3 separate regions of the Mus musculus genome follow, and regions 2 and 3 are each linked to region 1. The links are chromatin contacts, called in public HiChIP or PLAC-seq and promoter capture Hi-C maps. All regions are on one chromosome and are shown on one strand. The core of a region is the stretch at or near the end of the contact, and the rest is flanking DNA. Distances in the headings are between cores, read along the strand shown.

Region 1 (3,897 bases), core at 379-2,878:
CCCCCACCTTCTGTTCTCTGAGGGATTCAGGCACAAATGCGATATATATGCACACATGCAGGCAAAACACTTATAAATCTGAGTAGAGAAGTGTCTCACGTGGTTAAGAGTACTGGTTGCCCTTCCGGAGGACCTAGGCTCCATTCCTAGCATTTGTATGACAGCTCACAACTCTCATAACTGCAGTTTCAGAGGACCTGACTCCTTGTGGCTTGCAATGGTACCAGGTATGCATGTGGTGCACAGATATAAAAGCAGGCAAAACACACATACAGATAAAAATTAATAAAATGAAAGAAAAAAAAAGGAATGGATCATACTCACAATCAAAAAGAAATCTAAATTTATAAAATTGTAAAATTTTATTCTATAAAAAGTGCATTTTATTTAAAAATAAAATAAACTAAGATGAAGTAAGGAGCTTTAAATATTTCTTTTTAAGAGTTAGGAGGGAGCCTTTTCGTTTTTATGTATCCTGAGTTGCCCGTTTGGTGAACTGAGCTTGCCCCCCCCCTCCCCCCCGTTGCTCCTTCACTGTCCAGGCCTGGAGACTGTTAGGGAGATTCCTTACCATTCTGCACAGGGGAATTGCCAAAGGTCACAGACAAAAGAAATTCAAAATAGCATCGGTATTTACTGACCCTTCACTTACCAGGTCAGTGTCCCTGTCAGGCCTTCCAGTTCTCACCTGGCTGAGTCAGGGGTGGTAATGGCTATGGGAGAGGCCCTGGAGGATTAACATGATTAAAGTGTTAATCTAAGTCCCACTGGGGAGAGAGAAGTGCCTGGTTGTGGGCAACAATCACACCTTATTGTTGCCTCTGGAAAGGTGTTAGGAGCTCTGCAGAGACAAGGGATGCCCAGAGCCGTGCCCTGCGCACTCTGCACTGCACCTGGGAACTCCCCTGAGGCTGCAGATTCAGGTCCACCTTCTCGCGGGCTCTGTCATCTGTCTTGGTGTCCCTCCCTGGGTCTGAACCCTTATGTCCTGGATTTCTGCGGTGTGCCACACGGGCAGTTTCTGATGCGTTCTCTCTGCAGATTTCGGGTTTAATACACACCACGCGCTTGCCTGGCTCGGATTTGCGATTTATTTGGGCCACCTACTGCGCTCCTCACCTAATGGGATCAGAAGAGCTCGCCCTCTCGGCTCTGTGCGCGCGCTGGCTAAATTCACTCACCATTTCCCCATCTAAGTGGATTTCCGTGAGGCCGGAAGGACAAGAGTCACCACTCCTGCTGGACCCCAGCTGAGCGGTCCAATCAATCTCCACCCAGTAAGTGGATTCATGCCACCAAGTCCTCTGCCATTTGCGTGTGAAGGGGTGGGTCTGCAAGGTCATTGAGCGACCGTGCAGACCTAGTGGAGTAGCTAGGTCTGCCCCGAGGAGCAGACGAGTAGCGAGGCCCTGAGCTCACCGAGTCTGGACAGCTTCGTGGAGGAAGAGCGACAAGGAGGAGCCAACCCAGGTCGCAGCGTGGGCGGAGCCAGGTACCCTCGCAGCCTCTGATTGGGCGGCACGGCGGAGCGGAGCGGCTCCGATTGGCTGGTGAGGCCGGCGCCGCGGCCAGGTGATGCCCAAGGGGTCGGATCCCAGGGCCACGTGGGGGGCGCGCGGCGCGGGGGCGGGGGCGTGTGCGGGGGTGGGGCGGGCCCCGCGCTGGGTAGGAGCAGAAGCTGCGGGAAACGGAGCTGTGAGACCTGCCAGGAGGCGCGGTAGCGGTGGTGAGTGCTCCTGGGAACCCTCCGGGGGCTGGGCCGAAGCCGGGAGGGTCTTCCCAGAGCGAGCCGCACCCCCACTTCCCTCCGCCGGCAGTTGCCATCACCTCAGTCCCCGTCACCATACCTCCCTTTCTGGCGCCGGGGCACCTGTGCCCCTCCGAGAACCTAGCGCTGCGTGGGGATGGTGACGCTTGCGAGATCGCTGTCTGCGCTCGCACGCGCTCCGCACCTCCGCTCGCGATCCTTTCCGCGTCTTCCCTATCCAGCCTTGTGTACTCCCCGCGACCAGATAGATTTCGGGAAGAACAGAGGCTGATGAACAGACCCAGGAGGTGGCTGCCTTCGCGGTCCCCTTCACAACTGAGGAACTGGAAGCTGGCAGGCCAAGGTCACATCAGCCAAACCTGCTGAACCCCAGTCCAGTCCCTTGTTGCGCGGGTCCAGGGCCTGTGGAGATGGTAGCAGAAGTGTGCTGGGCTGGGAGCCCAGCCTTTCTAAACAGTTCCATACCTAGCGCCTGAGTTGTTGCAGCTATGAGGCTACTACTGGCTACTTCTGCACAGATACAGACCCAGTGTATACCAAGGATGGATGCCTGCTTGGGGGCCCCATAGACTGTAAGCAGAAGGGTACTGCCTAGCCTCGGCAGAGAGTCCTGGGTTTGCCAGCTCTCCATCCTGTGATGTGTGCCTTTAGTCCAGTAGCTGGGGTCTGCAGGCTTGGGAGTCTCCCAAGTACCCTGAATGGATAGATTGTTGAGTTTTATGGTGCACAGGGCCCTGTGATTGGACGTGAAGTATAGAGTTAACATAGCCAGTCTCCTGCTCCTAAGGAGAACACCCCCCCCCGCCCTCTGGAAAATAGAAGCCCGTATGTGCCTCTGTAGGTATGACCTGGCCGCAGCAGACAAACCCCTGTGGGAAACTTTTTTTTTGGTTCAAAGAGATGAGTTGGGTGTGTGGTCGTTTTCAGGGTTTCAATGAACCCTGGTGACCTCCTTGGTCTAAGGCAGGATCAGACTGGAAGAGGGGCACACAGTTCCTGTTTCTGGGGAGGCTAAATATAAGGAGGCTGGGGACGACGGCCAGGTGCTTGGAGGATGCTGTCCACCCGCCTTCTCTCCCCCCCCCCCCCCCCCCGCTTCTATATGCCCCTTTCCCCCACAGAGGACTGGGCAAGCTGGTGTCTGTGTGTGTGTGAGTGTGAGCTTTGCTGACCCTTGGCTCTTTACCCTGTGCTTGCCAGGCGCAGGCAGGGGTGTGAAGGGCTCTCGTCAGCTCTCTTTGTCTCTTTCGTGATTGCTTTTCTTTTCATTCGTTCCATCCCGCTTCCTTACGGGTCTCATTGCCGGCTATGAGTCTTGTGGTCTCTGCTTCCTTGTTCTCTTCTGCCTGCCTTGGTGATTAGAAAGTGAAGAAGCACTTCACTGCCTCCGGGGGAGCTGCGTCCCCCTGCTGGGAAGGGGCAGGCGGCACGTGGCAAGACTGTGGTCTGCTTTATATAAACAACAGATGTGCCGTCGGGACAGGCGACTGGGAAGTGAGCAGGGTTAGAAGGGAAGGTTGGCAGAGCGAAGGTCGGCAGCAGCCTTGGGGAGGTCTGGGTGGACTGGGGCAGGGGCGGGGCTACAGCCATTGTTTCCCACTCTCCCTGGTTGAAGCCTGGGCTTGAAGGTCACTGGCCAGTAGGGTGGAGGGATCTAAGAGCATCAATTCTAAGGCACCCGAGCTCCTCCCTTTCCAAGTACATCTGCCGCTTTGGTACTTTCAGGCCACCCTACTAACTCCTGCGCTCTCCTGGGGAGTCAAAGCCTCCAGGCCAGCTTCCTTCCCAGCCTGACTTTCACCATCGCTGAGGGGTTCCAGTTGGTGTCACCTGGACAGGAAGTCTTGAAAGTGGCTAGACTCTGCTGTCTTCCCAAGCTCCCTTCTGGCCAGCAGATGGGGGGAGGGGGGCGGCTTGTACCTCATATTACCCAGAGTTTTCAGGAAAGGAAATGAGTGCATAGAGAGGTGGGGCGGCTGCACCAAAGCCACACAGATCTTGTGCCCAGGCCTCTCTGACCTGAGCCAGTCATTGCAAGAAGGCTGGTGAGAAGGCAGCTGGGAGAGGGCAGGTGTCTCTGGGGATGCTGAGTCTGCAGGGACCCCAAGGCTTTCCTCCACTCTGCTTTG
Region 2 (3,897 bases), core at 581-3,080, 940 kb after region 1:
TGCTTGGACAGCAAGCACTTTACCCACAGTGCACTTCCCTAGGCCCAATATGTATGCTTTAAAAAATTCCCCGGTGTGTGTGTGTGTACATGTGTTTTATGTCTGTTCCCATGCAGGAAGGCATGTATGTGGGAAACTGAGGGTAACCTCAGGTATTGTTTCTCTGACATTAAAATAAAACTGTCTGGGACACACAAATAGCTTTCTGAGGCCCTCCCTAGTTACCCTGTAGTCCAGCACACAGTAGGCTCACTGCAGTTTGCTGCTCACACACAATTTAGGCTGGCCACAGTGGCCTCTGTGGATACCTAGGTGCTGACAATGGGCGCATGGTCTGCTCCATCCCCACCTTCAGCTATCTGGTCAAGCGTTAGTTTCTGAGTTAAAGCCCCCTTGGACCATCCTCCAAAATACCACCACAGGGCTCGTCTGTCTACCTGCTCTATCCACTGTTTTTCCACATCTCACCCCCAATACTTTATTAGATAGGGTACCTGGTCTCTGACCAGGTTTCAAGCTTGAAGGGGCCTTAACTCAGGACAGGGGTACTTACCCAGGCTGTAAGAGGCTCTATTCCTGGAGGTGAAATCTTACCCACAAGCCATATGCCATCATGGGCTATTTTGCTCAAAGCTGTAATTTCTCCAGCCTGCTTCCTACACAGTGCTTGGCCAATAGCTACATGATAAATACTTCCGGTGTAATGACCTTCTAAGTGCCACTCCCTTCTCTGAACTCCTGTAATATTGGTCTATGTCATTCTTGAGAGACTTACCTGGACGCTTTCTTTGCTGGTGGCTGTCCCTGCAAGCTTTCACTTGACTATAAGCTCAGAGGCCTAGGGCACAGTTTCCCCTCAGATGTTTTCTGATCTCTTCTCAGGACCTGATATGACTCTAAACGGAGGGTGAGCAAGCCGTGTAGGGGGTTGTTATAAACAAAACGTGCAATTCTAGGGCTCCTGAGTTCTAGATAACAAAACAAAATTCACTCTTTTGAACAGCAAATTTCTGGTTGGGGCTGCAGTTAAGTGGAAGAGCTTAGCCTAGCCTGCCTGAGGCTCTACGTTCAATCTTCAGACCTGAAAACAAAGAGGGATTTCTGAGTCACTATATGATTCGAGAGAGATACTCATTTAGGGAAACGGGCTGATTCTCTGTACATAATGTAAAAAAGTATATGAAACAGCATTTATTGAACCCAAATGTTCTAGTCTTCTTACCCGGGTCTTTCCCACAACTACTCTGGTAGCTATGAAGTGCAGGCAGGGATCCTTATGGCTTATTCACTTGTCATCTTTTGGTACCTAAAAGCTGCCCGCCTGGTCCTGATAGCAGGTGTTCAGCAACAGGGGCGGCAGAGCCGGCTTCCCCATGCAGGTTCCGCTCGCTCTGTAGGGGCCGGGCCTCGTCCGGCGCACCAGTTCCGGGTCCGGGTGGGTTGCGGAGGGCCGGTCCCCTCCTAGTTTCGGCGCCTTCCGCATCCTCCGCCCAGGGGAACCAGTGAACCGCTCCACCCTCAGCTAGCCCGCGTCCTGCAGCTGCGAGAAGCGAGGCTGACAGTCAGAGGAGGGACGCAAGTAGACCCAGTCCCTCCGGAACGCCACAGCCCTGGCCGCGCAGGAGCGTTGCGCCTGGCCCGCCCCTCCTGAGACAGGACACGCCCACTCGACCACAGGGCCTGCCCCCGTCCCCGCCCCCCGCGCGGCGCTCCATACTTGGCGATCGCTGCGGCCCCGCGCTCTCATTGGTCGGGAGCTGGCGGCTGGGGGGCGGGTCGGGCTGGCCGGGGCGGGGAAGGAAGGTGGTGGCTGCCCGGCGCGGGGGGGTGGGGGGGGGAGGGGGGCGCTGACCCGGATGTTCACTCTTGGGCACCCGGGGAAGTGGAAGCGCAGGGCCCTGCTGCGGGGGGGAGAGCCACAGACGCCGGGACAGGGACCGTCGCCGCCGCCGCCACCATGGTAAAGGGACCCCTTCACGGCTCCATCCCGGGACCCCTCTCACCGCCGGAGCTCGCGTCCACTCCTTCGCCGACCCGCCCGGCCCGGGAAGGGTGGGGATCCGGGGTGGGGGAGGGGCGGGGTCCCGGACCCTAGGCAGACGCCACTCTTCGGGTCCGGAGTGGGCGGCGGGAGGCCCTGATAGCCTATGACCCCGCCCTGGGCTCCATGTGGAGCCCAGTTCTTCTCCCTGCAAGTCCAGGCTAGTCTCGCCTATCCCAGGCTAGACCTTCCTTCCTTCAGGGGCCAGGCCGGGCACCCCTCTCGCAGGCCTTCATCCCATGGGCTGTACTTGGGCTCCTGCCTCGGCCCCAGGGCCCAGGCTAGGACCGTGGTTCTCGCTCCAGTGGTCCAGTCTAGGTCCCCTTCCCCCAAACTCTTCTCCTCTCCATGGCCCCAGTCTGCACCCCGATAAGCCCTTTCCAGTGAACTCTGCCTAGGTTTGTTTCCTTCACCGTCATGGAATCTTCTCTCTGCGGTCGGTCCTCAAGTGTGGCCTCTCTACTCCAGCTGTGTTCCCCCCCTCCCTGCACCTCCCTGTCCCCGGCCCTAGCCGTCCCCTTCCCCCGACTTCTCACGACTTAGCCTAGCCTGCGTCAGCCCTTCGCTGCTCTCACCCTCCCATCTAGACCCTGCTTGTTCCGTGTCCTGCTCCTGACCCAGGTGTCCCCTCTCCTGTTCCTAGGAGGCTCTTTCTGGGCAGCCTCTGGCGAGCGGGGGAGAGCCCCAGCCAGGGTGGGGGTGGTCTGGGTACTGAGCCTTTCCTAGGTTTGCCCCTTTCTGGGGAGGCCGCTTCGGTGTGAGTGAGCAGGCGAGCGAGGGAGAGAAGGGCGGCATCTGTATGCCCGGAAGGCAGAACAGGGCATTTCCCTTGGGAGGGCCTAGTGGTAGTGCGGCTAATAGAGCGCGTCTTGAGGGGTGCCCTGCCTGAGTGGGGAGCAGAGTGCTGACGGGTTGGTAAGCCAACTGGACAGGGGTGAACTCACAATTGCTCTTGTGAGGCCGCAGCCCTGGGGCTAGGGGGACACGGAGCTCAGCAGCCCAACCTACGGCCTGGACACGATGCATCCTAGCAGGCGCAGCCTTCCTTTCCCCCTGAACTGTCAGCTTGTTAGAGTTGGGACTGCTGATTATGGAGGTGCCTCGGAGCAGGTGAGCAGAAACTCACAGGCCGGAGAGCTCCCGGACTCCACTCATGGTGTTTGTTTTGGTAATGAAGACAGGCACACTATGCTAGCAACTTATTTGAGGAGCCTTAGATGTGTCACTTCCCTCCTCCCCCATACCCCTGCACCCCCTAATCTACCTGGATACCTGCAGAGCAGGCCCACCATCTTTGGTGGTGGAAGGGCCAGAGAACTACCTCACATGGTCAAGGAAGCCTTGTAAGGTAGGCTGAGAGGGAAGGCAACCCACCTGCTCCGTGTAGCCTTACAGGTGGCTCCCCTCCTGCCTGGTCGATATTTAGGAGGGGATTTTGGACCCTAGATGGTTTTGAGGTACCCTGTGCCTTGTTTTAGCAAGGGTGCAGCAACTGTATTGGGGATGACTAAGTCTGATTGGCTAGTAAACTTTCTATATATTGATTAAAAGCATAGGCAAGACAGGTTTTCATGTTATTGCTCTTGGCTGGAAACGGGCCTGGGGGTCTGAACCCCTGACCTTAGTCTGCAGGGGGAAAGGACTTGTCCAGGACAGTTTTGGGTGAGATTCTTCAAAGTAGACTGAAGTTTTCTGTGTGTACTCCCAGCACCAAAGCAGGAGAGGGTGGTGGAGTGGCCAGATGGGACTTAGTCTCCACAGAATCATCTAGGCTTTCGCTTTGTCCATCTGACAGGTGAAGAAAAGCTGGGGCATTCATTGTAACTCATTCAAAATGTTGTTGCATCTGTGTGGAG
Region 3 (3,897 bases), core at 893-3,392, 610 kb after region 1:
GTGGTTTAAGAGCACTGACTGCTCTTCCAAAGGTCCTGAGTTCAAATCCCAGCAACCACATGGTGGCTCACAACCAACCGTAATGAGATCTAACGCCCTCTTCTGGAGTGTCTGAAGACAGTGTACTTACATATAAGTAAATCTTTAAAAAAAAAAAAAATCCGCCTGGTCAGTATCAATCCTGGATACATTGTGGATTTGTAAAAGAAACCAGAGCTTCTCCTCTGGTTGGATAAGACCCCAACATGGGGAGGACACCCTGCTTGAATCAGAGGAGCCCCAGTATGAGATAGAAAGACCCTTACATCCCAACTATGAGTTCTATCATCGGGCACCCTAATTATTTGTCTCAGACTAAAAGTCTCCCTCACCCCCACTCACAACAGAACTTCCTCAAAAATAAGTATCTTCCTTCACCACCAGGCCTCCCCCGTCTCCTCCCAAGCTCAGCATCCTGACACCATCACACCCAACCGCAAACCCACAAACCCCAAGGCTTCCGTGGACTCAGACCTAGGAGCCAGGTCCCCGTATGATCCCGCCGGAGCCCGCAGTAACTTCCCACAGTCTCTTGCCAAGTTAAATGGCGTGTCCCCAAGAGTCTGCAGCTGTACTGTGGGGGCTTGAAGTGTGTTTGATCCCTGCTCGTTGGTGCTCTGTGGCTCTGGAGAGATCCAGAAACAAAGTCCTCTTAGGTTATACGGGGGAGGGGAGATGGCTCACTCAGTAAAAAGGAAAAAAAAAAAACCTTGCTGAACAAGCTGGAGGACAGACCCTAAGGCAAAAGATAGAGGCTGAGCTGTGGCAGCTACCTTCTCAAGCGTTGATCTGGTGCTCAAAGATGACCGTCTGTTTGCCCGTGAGCGTCTGCCTATGCAGTACTTGATCATCTGGGCTAAGTGTGTTTTGGTATTAGTTTCCCATGTAACTAAATTAACTATTAAAAAAAGGGCATAGCTGATGGGGGGGGGGGGCGGGGATCCAATGTGGTGACACCTGCCTGTAATTCCAGTCCAGGTCAGTGAAAGAGTCTGTCTCACAAGGAAGGTGGAGAGGGGGCCGAGGTGTGACCCTGACATCTCTGACCTCTACATGCATTCACACACATGTGTACTGACATCCACATGCAGACTGGGCTACATGTAAACTTGTACACGCGCGGGCACACACACACATCACTGGATACAATTTGTAGAATGTACACCAAGCTTGGTGCATCTCTCCTAGCTCGTAGCAAACGTCAGACTAAGGTGATAACATGAGAGTCCTGGCAGAGATGTTCTTGCCTCATGGAAGACAGTGTGTGAACTGGAAGACCGTCTGTGCCTCTGCAGTCAGCCTGCTTCGCGAGCCACCTGCTGCTGAGTGACAGCCGAGCTTACACAAGGCGGTCTCTCTGTGGGTAGAGGAGTTTGCCATTCGGGGAAACTTGAGTCTGTGTTCCCCCGGCCGTGCTCACTTGTATTTGGCTCAGAAGATGCCATTTATGCCGGCCAACACCTGGATCTCTTGATGGTCTCCTAACCTAATCGTAGTCATGGAGACCATAAACCCAAACAGCTAACTTGCTGGTCCCCTTTCCAATGACATTTTAGACATCTAGCAGGTTCCCATGCCTGGACCACAGTCAACACGTTACCCCGCCCCCACCTCCACCCCCACCCCATCACAGCCTCCTAGCAGGAATCCAGATGTGAAAGGGGACAGAAGTCATGGGTGGACCCTTACCACAAAGCATGAGCACTGACTGCAGCAGGAGCCTTATCTTCATGTCAGGGGCTCTGAGAGGCCCCATCCTCAGCTAGCCTTGGAGAAAAGATCCCCGGGGGTGTATCTGCAGAGGAAGTGAGATTTAAAGGGCCCAAGACTGCCTGAGACTTCTGCCAGGCAGAAGCTCAGCGTTAGAAATGTTATAGAACCCCGTTAGTGTTAATGGTATCCTTATTGCAAGTGCTCCTTTTTAATGTGTCTTTAAGTAAGCTATGACACTGGGCTTTGAGACGGTTTAACGCCTTACTTGACAGCTGATAGACCATTCCCTGGTACCCTGGCCGCCTTGAACTAAGCACGCAGCTACTTTGAGCGCTCCACTGAGCCCTTGGAAGAAGCTACACAGGAAACACAGCTGCTTGCTGCCAAAGCACAACTCTAGGGTTTGACGCCCTCTGCTGGCCTCCACGAGCACTCACACATACAAAGCCGCAGATAGATGCACATATGCAGAGAAATAAAATAAAATAAATCTTTTTTTAAAAAAAAATGCTGTAGAACAAAGTAGCGTCTCTGAGCCTGGGTTTTCTTCTCAGAAGAAAAGTGTAACAAGGCCTTATCGACTTTGTGAGAACCATCTCCCATCCGGCTGCTTCCTGGGGACGGGGCACCCGCCATCAGGAAACAGCCTGAAAAATGACAGAAGATGGGCTTCTGTGCCCGACCTCATTTTCTCCCTCGTGTGTGAGGAAGGGAGGTGCAACGAATGTCATCTGCGCTAAAGAGGACATCAGCAGCTGCATGAAGGATATTTATTACCCTGTAAGCGCTCTACTCTGAGAGGAGTGGCTAGGCTCTTCCCTCCCAAGATGCCTGCCTGCCTGGGCTGCTCAGAGAGAGGCGCGCTCATGGTGTTCCGGCTTCCACCGCAGGGGGCAGCGGAGGGTTGGAACTGGTTAGGAAGTGTTGAATGGACCTCCGCCATGCTCAGATAGAAAAACACTCCTAGGAACGGGCCAGGTGCTCTCTAACACAGTGGCCAAGCTGTCAGCAGAAGGCCAAGTTCCGGGATGTCTTTTCTGTGGGGAAAGAAACAGTGGGGGGATCAGATGCCTGGTTAAGGCTTTAGGGCTACTTGGAAGATTCCAAGACAGATGCCGCGAGCAGCAGAAGCAGTCTCTGTCTTATGGCTGAACTGATGAAGACGAAGGCTTCCAGAAGGAAGGCTTATTAAACGGGATGCGGCAAAGCTGGTGGGAGGAACAGGGTACGGCAGAGCTGGTGCGGGGACCACAATTGGAAATTTGCGCGTCACAGAAAATGAAGACAGACACACACAGTGGTGGTTGGGGAGGCCTGAAAGACCAGGAAGTCAAGGGTGTGCCTGTACTTGATTGACAGCTGATGCTGGAGCAGATCTTGGGTAGAAAAGCTGCCAAGGGAGAGGGAGCCAGGGTTCTGGCCTCCCAGTGACAGAGCTCAGGGGGTTGGGGAGGGGGAGCAGATGGGCAAGGGCCAGGGAGGCAAACTGAGATCCCCAGGACCAGGAGTGTCCTTGAACTACTTGAAAGAGCCCAGGGGACCCACAGTGCCTGGCAATCTAAATATCTGTTAGTCAATTTGAGTGGAGAAGGGGAGGAGGAGGAGGAGGAGGAGGAGGAAGGAGAAGAAAAGAAGAAGAAGAAAGGAGAAGAAGGAGAAGGAGGAGAAGGAGGAGAAGGAGGAGAAGGAGGAGAAGGAGGAGAAGGAGGAGAAGGAGGAGAAGGAGGAGAAGGAGGAGAAGGAGGAGAAGGAGGAGAAGGAGAAGGAGAAGGAGGAGAAGGAGGAGAAGGAGGAGAAGGAGAAGGAGAAGGAGAAGGAGAAGGAGAAGGAGAAGGAGAAGGAGAAGGAGAAGAAGAAGAAGAAGAAGAAGAAGAAGAAGAAGAAGAAGAAGAAGAAGAAGAAGAAGAAGAAGAAGAAGAAGAAGAAGAAGAAGAAGAAGAAGAAGAAGAAGAAGAAAGCAGCCAAGGGGCAGGTAAGATGCCTCATCAGTTAAGAGCACTTGCTATGGAGCCTGATAACCTTAGTTCATTCCCCGGCATGCAGATGGTATGAGGAGAGAAATGACTCCTGCGAGTTATCCTCTGACTTCCATACGCCTGTGTGCCGATCACATGTGTGTGCTGTGCCCATGTGTGTGTGTGCGCA

Evidence for each region. Promoter capture Hi-C pulls out the DNA fragments that hold promoters and counts their contacts. HiChIP or PLAC-seq counts read pairs in DNA pulled down with a chosen protein or histone mark.
Region 2: a promoter capture Hi-C map of hematopoietic stem and progenitor cells shows a contact between it and region 1. The contact joins the promoter of Capzb here to the promoter of Sh2d5 in region 1. A contact is called at or near these places in 1 of 39 promoter capture datasets (hematopoietic stem and progenitor cells) and 1 of 115 datasets of contacts at active chromatin or transcription factors (pancreatic cancer cells).
Region 3: a contact with region 1 is called in an H3K4me3 HiChIP or PLAC-seq map of forebrain, with 4 times the contacts expected there. The contact joins the enhancer-like site here to the promoter of Sh2d5 in region 1. A contact is called at or near these places in 3 of 39 promoter capture datasets (embryonic stem cells, hippocampal neurons and neural stem cells), 1 of 15 datasets of contacts at CTCF or cohesin (embryonic stem cells), 1 of 484 Hi-C or Micro-C datasets (cortical neurons), 3 of 115 datasets of contacts at active chromatin or transcription factors (embryonic forebrain, embryonic stem cells and forebrain) and 1 of 9 other capture datasets (embryonic stem cells).

Annotation. Positions count from the first base shown.
Region 1 is chr4:138,248,783-138,252,679 of GRCm38.p6, forward strand. Sh2d5 (SH2 domain containing 5) reads left to right here and starts at 1,629. Exons shown (of 10, transcript NM_001099631.1): 1 at 1,629-1,726.
Region 2 is chr4:139,191,069-139,194,965 of GRCm38.p6, forward strand. It overlaps Capzb (capping protein (actin filament) muscle Z-line, beta), which reads left to right and starts at 1,831. Exons shown (of 9, transcript NM_009798.4): 1 at 1,831-1,960. The coding sequence starts at 1,958.
Region 3 is chr4:138,857,314-138,861,210 of GRCm38.p6, forward strand. It overlaps a transcript of Pla2g5 not described here. Among named protein-coding and RNA genes, the nearest start is that of Gm32930, 4.2 kb to the right of the region's middle. Within about 2 kb of position 2,143, at least 27 of the 459 cell types and tissues checked have an H3K27ac peak or open chromatin away from gene starts, as enhancers often do. A contact at or near this core is called in cortical neurons, embryonic stem cells, forebrain and 1 more, where this site is marked.